Linked DNA regions of Mus musculus: region 1 is linked to region 2. The links are chromatin contacts, called in public ChIA-PET maps. All regions are on one chromosome and are shown on one strand. Each heading gives the region's core, a stretch centred on a gene start, on an enhancer-like site or on the middle of the called end of the contact. The rest is flanking DNA. Distances are from core to core; before and after follow the strand shown.

Region 1 (4,825 bases), core at 1,949-4,448, 50 kb after region 2:
TCCTTCAATGATGGACTTCAAATAATGGATGTGTAAGCTTTTTCTCCCCAACTTGCTTTGGGTCACAGTGTTTTATCACAGCAATAGAAATCCTAACAAAGGCTGGGCAGTGGTAGCGCAAGCCTTTAATTCCAGCACTTGGGAGGCAGAGGCAGGTGGATTTCCGCCAGCCTGGTCTACAGAGTGAGTTCCAGGACAGCCAGGGCTATACAGAAAAACCCTGTCTCGAAAAAAAGAAAAATCCTAAAAAAGATGGTGCTGTAAAAACACTTTTACTTTTTGTTAGTATTAACTTAGTACATATACATTTGTGAATAAATTAAAAACACAGCATGAAAAAGAAGTTAGGCATCTCGTCTACTCTTGTTGCCAAGTGAGAACTTGTCTGTATGTAGTTAAAGATCAAAAGTAGGCTCTCCATGTACCTTAAGACTAGGTTTGTTAGCAAACAATTATAGTAACAATAGCAAACAATTTCAAGTATTATTTTATTTTAACATACACAAAAGCAGGTCATGGGATAGAACATAAAATTATCCCTTTATACGAGGACACATATGCCACTGGGGCAGTTTTAGAGAAAGGACTTTTGATCGTTGTCTGGGAAGTGGGTTTTCTTTTTTATTTTTCTTTTTTATTAGATATTTTCTTTATTTATATTTCAAATGCTGATTCCCTCTGAAAACCCCCTATCCCCTCCTCCCTCTCCCTGCTCACCAACCCACCCACTCCAGCTTCCTGGCCCTGGCATTCCCCTATACTGGGGCATAGAGCTTTCACAGGACCAAGGGCCTCTCCTCCCATTGATGACCAACAAGGCCATCCTCTGCTACATATGCAGCTGGAGCCAACAATGTTCCAAGTAAATGGCCCCAAGAAACAAGCTGGAAGTGGGTTTCCTAAAAGCCAGCACACCCGGCTGTTAAGATTTTGTTTGGAGATATCCTCTAAATAATGAATCTGACTTCTAGAAGAACGTTTCTATATAAAGCAGAGAACATTTGGAGTTGAATTCAAAGCCTAAGGGTCTTTAATTCACGCTCCATTGTAAAGGAGAGGAATCTGAGGCCAGAGCAATTAAATGATTTGCTCAAAGTTGCCCGGCGGTGGGCATGTTGACCTGGGCATATCCCACTGTCCTCTGGGCTCATCAATGCTGGTTCCTACCCCCACATGGCCTTCCTCCCCACATTTTCAATTCTTCCTAGTACAGAATGGATATTTGGTGCCAGATTACCCCCAGGAAGGAGATTAATGTCACCGAGGTGAGCTGAGCTAACTTTTTGCCACTTTTCAGTACTGTTACACATCTGTAGTCAGAAAAGTAAATATATTGTGTGAATGTAGAGTTGTGTGTTAGGCAGGGCAAGGGTCTTAGTAATGCTCCTTACCCTTCATCTCCTCCTTAAGATCCTTGGGGTGGGGCTGTGCAATGTGTGGGGTGGGGTGGTGGTGGGGGTGAGCAGGGCACCGCTCTGAATTGGGTTAGTGAAGGTTAGCACTGCCTTTGGTACAGGGAAGTAGACACTGCCCTGACTTCCCTCAGTAATGAACAGGGCCGTGAAGTGTAGGGCAAAATAAACACCCTTGTCCCCCAGATGCCGTGCTCACGGTGTTCCGTCACAGCGACAGAAACCCCAACTAAGACACTGTCTCATGAATTCCAACTGTCCTAGGAAGGGCCACATCCCTCCTAACACCACAGTCCTTTGAGTCATCTGATGTCCACCTAGGAAGGGAAACACCTTCCAAACCCTCTGCCTGCAGAAGGGGGTCATGCTTGTTCTGGTTTTAATGGGACAAATACCGCTTTCAGCCTTAGTTGCTCTTTAGGCTGTGTTAAGGAGACAGCAATTAGTAAAATTGTGACCTGACCCCAAAGGACTATCCTTCAATGACTATAAGCTGGCAGAGGTGAGAAGCTGACATGCCAGGTATTGTTCCCAGAGCTTTGCATACACTGACATTTTAACTCTTACGATAACCTACTGCAATATTAACACGTATGATTATTTTTATTGTACAGATGAGAAAGATAAGGCACTGAAAAGTCAAACAAAGCCCTCGTCCACTGTACACACACAAACAGAACTTTTCCCATCCCATAGGTGTGTGCTCTGATCAAAGCAGGAACAGTCTTCTGAGACAAGGACAGAGATACAATAATTACTAAGATTGTCTCAGAGACCATGAGGATAGATGCATCACTATATAAGCAGAAGTGCTTCTCAGCAATATCTGTCAATAAGCAGTTAGCTGTTCCCAACTGCTCCTTGGGGGTTATGAACTCCTCTGGGGTTCCGTCTGGGTTATGCCATCCATAGCCCTCAATCCAGAGCTCTATGTCTGAAGCCATTGATCAGCTGCTAAGTGAAAGAAATCCATATAGCGGGTGTTCACGTTTGCTTGAGGACCTGTGCTATGCTTGCCCTGTGAGGAGGAGTCTACCGCATGTATTGCCTTGCTTAGCCTCACAGGTACATAAAACAGATGTGTCCATTTTCAGATGGCGGTACTGTGACCACTGGTTTACTTGGCCCTTGCCCCTTCCCTTCCCTTCTGTTCACTTATGATGTCTTATGCTTAGACATACACATATGAAGCCTTCCCACATTGATGGTGGGCTTGAGTGCAGAGTCTGTCTGGAGTCGTATTTGGGAATGAGAATGTATATTTAAGGCTATTTAACCTGCAAGTTAGCGTATTTACTTCTCAACTTCCTAGTGAAAAATCCTGGGAAATTATTTGTGTGTGTGTGTGTGTGTGTGTGTATGTGTGTGTGTGTGTGTGTATTAATCGAAGTATACTTTAGAAATTCTGAAAGGAGAAAAAACAATGAAGGAATGGCTGCTAATAATAAGAAATAGAACGCACAGATAAGCCAAACAAAGAAAATCAAACCCATTGTAATCTGCCAGAATGACTACAGCTAACACTGTGACCTCTGTGTATGTCCTTCCAAATGTTTCTATGCATAGGGAAGAGGTTATAGATCATAAATGCCCAACACCTCCAATCCCCGACCCCAGACAGAACAGAGAATGACACGTTGCCCGTGACAGCCTTCCCTTCTAAGGCACTCGTACTCCGACATCAAATCCTCTGGTTTTTGTGATAGAGAACAGGAAGTGGGGGCAGCAAACTTGAGAGAGGAAGGGTGTGGACTGCAGGGTTTTTAAAGTAGGCGTTTTCTAGAGAAGAACAAAAGTAGCTGTGACGTGTGAAGGAGAGAACTTAAAAAGGACCACATCTTAGTCAGGGGTTCTCCTGCTATGATAAATATCATGGCCAAAAGCAAACTGGTGGAAAGGGTTCGTTTGACTTGATCTTCACTTTACAACCCACCATCAAAGGAAGTCAGGTCAGGCCCTCAAGGCAGAAACCTGGAGAGAGGACCGAAAGCAGAGAAGGAATAACAGACACTGGCTTGTTCTCTATGGATGGTGCTCAGCCTGCTATTGTTGTAACCAGGGCCATCTGCCCAAGCTGTCACCACACACAGTGAGCTGGGCATGCCCACATCAAGCACTAACTCAGAAAGTGCTAAGTAGACTCATCTATAGTCCAACATTCTGGAGACACTTTCTCAGTCGAGAGTCCCTTTTCCCAGATGACTAGCTTGTGCTAGCTAATACGACATAAAACTAACCAACATGACCTCTGAGTATGATATCACATGAAAAATATGAATTGAGGATTAGAGATGTTTACAAATTACTGCTGTTAGCATAGTTCTTTGGTTTAGATACTCTTTCAAAATATCCTGTCTGTATTACGATTTTATAAACAGAAAATAAGCGGACACATGTATGTAAATGGATACAAATATGTAAAGTTTTAAAAAGTTTATTTAACTTTTATTTATGTGTATGTATGTGTGTCTGTGTGAGGATATGCCACATGCATGCAGGTGCCCTCAGAGGCCAGAAGAGGGTGTTGGAACCTTTGCAAATGGAGTCCAGGTGGTTGTAAGTCAATCTGATGTGGGCGCTGGAAGAACAGCAAATGCTCTCAACTGCTGAGCCATCTCTCCAGCCCCATGTAAAGCTTAAAAAATACACATTTGTGTGTCTATATATTATTATTATATAAGTACTATATATAATATTATATGTCAATGAATATCACTCATAAGAAATATTTTAAAGAATTTCATAACCATATTATATGGAATTTTAAGATTATACTTAATATAGCCTACTCTTTTCGATGGTCATCTGATATCTCACTATATAAAGCAAGCTGTAAAAGATATTCTTGTGACTAAACTTGTATATAGCCATGTGTTTACCCCTAGGCTAAATTCACACAAGTGAAATTGTTGGTATAGAGAATATGCATATATTTAAGGTTTGGGGTAGTTATGAATTTTCTCGTGGTAGATTACAACCTATAGAAGAAATCAAGACCATTCTTTCTCCCCTGAACACAGGGGCCCTGGTTTTGGGTGCTCTGCTGCCCTCACACAGGACAATCACCTGCAGTTCTAATCACACTGTTTTCTTTCTTTAAAAGAACTTTCTATATTTGGTTTCTTTATTATTTTATGTGTTGAAGTATTTTGCCTAGGTGTGTGTGTGTGTGTGTGTGTGTGTGTGTGCATGCGCGCACTGTGTTCATGCCTGCAGAGGTCAGAAGGAGTTGGATCCCCTAGAACCTGAGTTACAGACAGTTGTGAGTGGCCAGGTGCATTCTGGGAATTGGTCCTGGGTCCACTTGAAGAGCAGAATGTATTCCTTATTACTGAGTCAACTCTTGGGCCCTACATGTTATTTTCCAAAGAGCAAGGGAGTCTCATACAGCAAGGCTGCCTACACAGTGGGTA
Region 2 (5,211 bases), core at 1,572-4,071:
GCCAAGTGAAGCTATTCGAGGACTAGTGAAACAAAATAAATCTGTTGTTCTTGAAACTGCGCCTTTCTCCAGTATTCAGCTACAAACTACAGACAACCCAACTTCAGAGAGAGTGCAATCAGATCTGATTGTTTTGTTGCTGCACATGATCCAGAAATAAGCAGCTGCTAGCTGTGTTTCAGTTGCCCAACACTGATTGGGCTGCTCTATATTGGTGGTATTCCTGGGTCTTTCCCTCACAAACACAGTCACTATAGACCTTCCGGCACTGCATCCAAGGCAGAAAGAGATGACGGGAAAACCGTGTTTTAGTTTTCCTTACTAGGAAATTAAAATCATTCTTATAAGACTCCCCACTGTCTGTCTTCTTGTTTGTATATTCTGGTTGGATCTGGATCTTGTAACCAGAAAGTGTTACAAGAATGAATGTGAGCTGCAAGAGGAACGGGGAAAGCCAGAGTTTATTTTCTCCAGCCTCTGTGGGTGAAGGAAGCAAAGGAAAAGGATTGGGATCGCACCACACCGTCACTGGGACACCAAGCAGCAGCACCTGCTGGCCACCGGCCGCACTGTCCATCCTGCCCCACTATAGGGCTCCGCACTTTCCAGATGTAATTCTCAAGCTTTCAGTTCTGTTAAGGTTGCCATACAGGCTTTGCTTTAGGCTGGGTAGACTTCAGCTGGTGGTGCTATTTTTGGAGTTTCTGGAAACCATGGGGCATGGAGCCTAGCTGGAGAAAGCCAACCAAAGTCAGCACAACTTTTTGTTTTCAGTTGATGAGGTTTCCATGGGTGTCTGGGCTTCCAGCTGCCTTTATACTCTACTCCACTGGCCTCACTCTCAAACTTCAAGTTTGTTAACTTGATAATTTTATTTTATTTTATTTTTTGCTACCTCCACAAATACATCTACCTAGAAAACAAACATAAAGGCTGGACTGCATTTTTGAGAACGTTTTTCTGAAATACTGGGAACTGAGAAGGAGATGGGAGTACCCCAGCCCTCATGTCCACACCAGCACAATGGTTAATTCAGATTAGTAATAAAAGGCTGTTTTGTGTTTCTTAGAATAGCATGGCCCTTAGATTATGGCACAAACAACCTCCAGAAAGAGCCAGCCTGCTGCCAGGAAGAGGGACTTGAAGATCAGAGGCCAGGAAGACAGCCGTAGCCTTGCCATGGTGGGACACAGAGTCCCTTATAAAAACAGGTTCTTGATGTCACAGATGAAAGAATTTTAAAAGCAAGACACAAAAGGGAACTTGAGGGCAATGTATTGGAGTTAGAAAGAGAAAACAACAGGTCATGCAGCGGGAGGGAAAGATGCCCTCTTTGGTTCACAAGCCAGAATGTGCCCATGTTCACCAGCGACCATCTGCAAGCAACTAGATGAGGGGCAGATGATGACATATATAAATATTTCACTAACGGGAAAGCTGCTCTTGAGCACACCTACTTTATATTTCATCATTTAGCTCAGGTTCCTCTTGTTTGAGTAATAAAATATCCTTTGCTCTTTGATGCAGGAGGTGGAGGAGGGGCTCAGACCTATTTTACAAACAACTAAACAGTGCTATTGAAATGGGTTAGTCCGGTACGAGCATTGAGTGCTCCTGCAGAAGACCCTGATCTGATACAGTCTCCGGCACCCATATCCTCCTGACCTCTGTGGGCATCTGAGTGCACACACACACACACACTCATGGTTCCACACACAATAAAACTTAAAAAGGAAAAGAGAGAAAACATGTACATGTCCAGCGACATGCTAGGCATGGTGATGCTCGTCTCTGACGCCTGCCAGGTAAGAGAGACAAGAGGATTGCTGGAATTATGTGGCCGACCACATGGGAAGTTCTAATCCAACTTGGGTTACACAAAAGCAAACAACCAGCCTCTCCTCCAAGTCAAACTGCTTGCCCAAGACTAGCAGTCTGGATATCAGACTCCATCTTTTGCTGCCCCACCCCATGTATTTAGCACATATCTGTATACACAAGTTCGCTCACGGAGCTGAGCCTGCGCTTCCATGACCTCCAACCCTCCCTGCTCATTCCTGCAGGTGATCATTAAAAGAGTAAGCAGCCTGAAGGAAATTGACTTCTCCTTAGTTACTGGCTCATAGTTCATAAAAATGAGCTGTACATGTCTCTTGGACAGAACATCCAGTTCTCAGGGATGGGTGTGGTGTTTGAGGTGGGCCCCATAATTTCCTTTTGGTGTTTTGCTGCCTGTCAGCTCCTGATAACTTATGTGTTCAGAAGAGAATTAAACTGCATTTCATAAAAAAAAAAAAAAAAAGTTGTTTGCCTCAGGGTCATTACAAACTCAGACTGCTTCCCCATTTCCAGAATATTCCATAGCATCTCTACATTTACCAGAAAAATTTCCTTTTCTCCCTCTGTAGAGAATGAAGTCAGCCACACATTTTTTTTCAGTTTCTAAATAATGAGTCAAGATTGCTAGGACAAAGGGTCTGGTTGTTAGGAAATATTTTCCACTCCCTGATAAAAGGAGAAAGCTGAATTTCTCTCTCAGCCTCGGCCAACTCTGTGTGCAGTATTAGCAGCAGAAAAGAATTGAAGGCTTCTGGGAGGAGTCTAGGGCCCGAGACTAAAGTGTGCCTGGGCTATTTTGGGGCGGGTAGTGCAGGGCAGCAGCTGCACCAAAAGAGGTCAAGGACGATAGCTTTGCCCGAAGCTGACTCGTGGGGCGGGGCCTCTGCTCTCCAGAGCTCCGCCTCCTAGGGGCGTAGCTAGAGCGAAGGGTGGGGCCACGCTCCGTCGGGGCGGGGCCTGTGGAATCTCCGAACTCCTAGACACGGGGCTTTGGCGCGCGTCTCCCGGCGCGGGGTTCCTCTCACGCAGCCTCCCATTCAAAAGATGCCGAAGGGGCGGCGCGGCAGCCAGAACCCCAAGATGAGCCAGCGGCCGGCCCCGCCCCTCTACTTTCCGTCGCTCTACGACCGGGGCATCTCGTCGTCTCCGCTGAGCGATTTTAACATCTGGAAGAAGCTCTTCGTGCCGCTGAAGGCGGGCGGGACGCCGGCGGCCGGGGTGGCAGGAGTAGCGGGGGTCCGATCCCTGCCTCTGGCACCCCCAGCTACGGTGCCGCCGCCGCCGCCTGGCCTGGGTCCCCCCAGCGAGCGCCCGTGTCCTCCTCCCTGGCCGTCCGGCCTGGCTTCTATTCCCTACGAGCCTCTGCGCTTCTTCTACTCGCCGCCTCCAGGCCCCGAGATGGCAACTTCGGCCCTGGTCCCCGGCTCCACGACCCCCTGGCTCGCATCCGCCTCCCACCCTGAGGAGCTGTGCGAGCTAGAGATCCGGATTAAGGAGCTGGAGCTGCTCACAATCACTGGGGACGGCTTCGACTCCCAGCGCTGTGCGTGACTGCCAAACGAGCCCAATCCTAGCTGCCTTAATTGCCCCCTAGAGTCAGGCAACAGAATGTGACCCCAGCCCTAGGAGTTCCACCCCCAAATATCTGTCCTCCAGAGGTTCAGACCCCCACGTGCTGAATTTCAACCGACCCCTGCCTCCCCACACACCTGAGCTATTCAAGCCCTTTAGTTTTAAACCCTTAGGGGCTAGCCCTTGAAGTAATTTGACACTGACTCTTCACACCTGAAGCACACTCTTCTTAAATTTAGCAGTCCTACACAGTAAGACCACATTTCTGTAATCTAGAGCTCCACCCACAACAGGCTCCCTATCTCTAGAGACATTAATCTTCAGTATTCAAATCTTAAGCTGGGTCTGTGGGTGGAAGGAGATCATAAGAATCGCCCAGACCTTGAAGCCCCACAGTCATTCACTGAGGAGCCTTGGCCTCTGCCCTTCCCTGGGCCCCAAACCCTCGGACAAGATCTTGGACTTTGACATCTGGTCTAAAGTCTGAGGTTTTGGGGATCCACATCAGAGCAGAACAAGTGCTGATGTAAGCAGGAATCCTCTGGTATATGAACAGATGCCTCTCTAGCGGACAGTAAGGCAGTTAGAGCCAGCCATATTTCCAGAAGGACTAATTAAATTGCTCAGGAATTAGTAGCCTGAGGCTATCCTGATTCACCCCCTGTTCTAAGGCTTGAATTGGACTATTAGAGGAAGGCACATGGCTCTGGAAAGATAATTTCACCTCTGCAGCACAACAGGTTAAATTGGTCCTCTCTGCCACATAGTGGGGTGAAGTATGAAAAAAAAGATACACGTAGGTATGCATGGTCATTGGGATGCTCTCTAATTCATCTCTGCAGGAGACATACATAGCCGCGGGAGGAAAAAGTCCCCAGAAATGGCCTTTTCAGATGTGTGAGTTAGATAAGGTTGGGCTTCTAGGAGATTTTAGGGTCGTGCATAATTACTTCTCAGAATCTTGCTCTGGAAGTTAGTAAATTGCTTCTCAGGGTGTAGATGGTACATGCCTGGAATCCCAGTACTTAGGAGGCTGAGGCGGAGGGATCAAGAGTTCCAGAGCCACCTGGAGCTATATAGGAAGACCCTGAAAACCCAGCCACAGCTGAGTCTGTTTTGCTCTCCTACAGATAAATTCCTGAAGGCGCTGAAAGATGAAAAATTACAAGGACTGAAGATGAGCAGGCAACCTGGAAAGTCGGCCTCCTGCTCCTGAGGAGCTGCCCCCCACGCCCCCCGGAGCTGGGCAGCTGCCTCCTTAGGTGTTAGTGCTTAGATAATGTGTCCTAGTTGTTGTCATTTCAAAGATGGTTATTTTCTGTTCTGTATTTACTACTGTTATCATTGCTCTCAGCACATACTTCACATACAGTGCCCACTTGCATGGTAAATCTTATAGCCTCTTTCCTCTGGGCTGATGCTGGGGCTCTCCTTCATGGGATATGCAGTTGTTGTCTGGCCTGCTATTCAGAGTCTCCTGTGACTCAAAGAGTGGACCCAACACTATCACTGCCAGACATACTGGGCTGGCCAGTGTATACAAGAGACTCAAAGCCCCGGCAATAAATCCTGGTCCTGATGTTGGCTCTCAGCCATATAGGCAACCCTCGAACTAAATTTAGAACTTGAGTTGCCCTTCATCTCAGTAATTTTCATTTTTAGAAGTAATTTGTGCTTCAAAAATTTCTTTTTGAAACACAGAATTCTGGTAATCTTTTTAAAGACATGGTCTTTCTAAGAAAATCACATATAACACTTAAGAGGTATTTATCAAGTGCTTATTAAACACTTAGTCCCCCG

What was found. ChIA-PET counts read pairs in DNA pulled down with a chosen protein or histone mark.
Region 1: a contact with region 2 is called in an RNA polymerase II ChIA-PET map of effector CD8 T cells, with 11 read pairs. The contact joins the enhancer-like site here to the promoter of A930018P22Rik in region 2. A contact is called at or near these places in 1 of 15 datasets of contacts at CTCF or cohesin (CD8 T cells), 6 of 484 Hi-C or Micro-C datasets (the C2C12 cell line, CD4 T cells, CD8 central memory T cells and 3 more), 5 of 115 datasets of contacts at active chromatin or transcription factors (CD8 T cells, effector CD8 T cells, embryonic stem cells and 1 more) and 2 of 9 other capture datasets (adipose tissue and liver).

Annotation. Positions count from the first base shown.
Region 1 is chr2:104,169,688-104,174,512 of GRCm38.p6, forward strand. All of the region lies in intron 16 of D430041D05Rik (RIKEN cDNA D430041D05 gene), which reads right to left. Among named protein-coding and RNA genes, the nearest start is that of A930018P22Rik, 49 kb to the left of the region's middle. Within about 2 kb of position 3,199, at least 31 of the 459 cell types and tissues checked have an H3K27ac peak or open chromatin away from gene starts, as enhancers often do. A contact at or near this core is called in CD8 T cells, CD8 central memory T cells, Th1 cells and 1 more, where this site is marked.
Region 2 is chr2:104,119,948-104,125,158 of GRCm38.p6, forward strand. A930018P22Rik (RIKEN cDNA A930018P22 gene) reads left to right here and starts at 2,822. Exons shown (of 2, transcript NM_026634.2): 1 at 2,822-3,382; 2 at 4,542-4,799. The coding sequence starts at 2,884. The coding sequence ends at 4,627.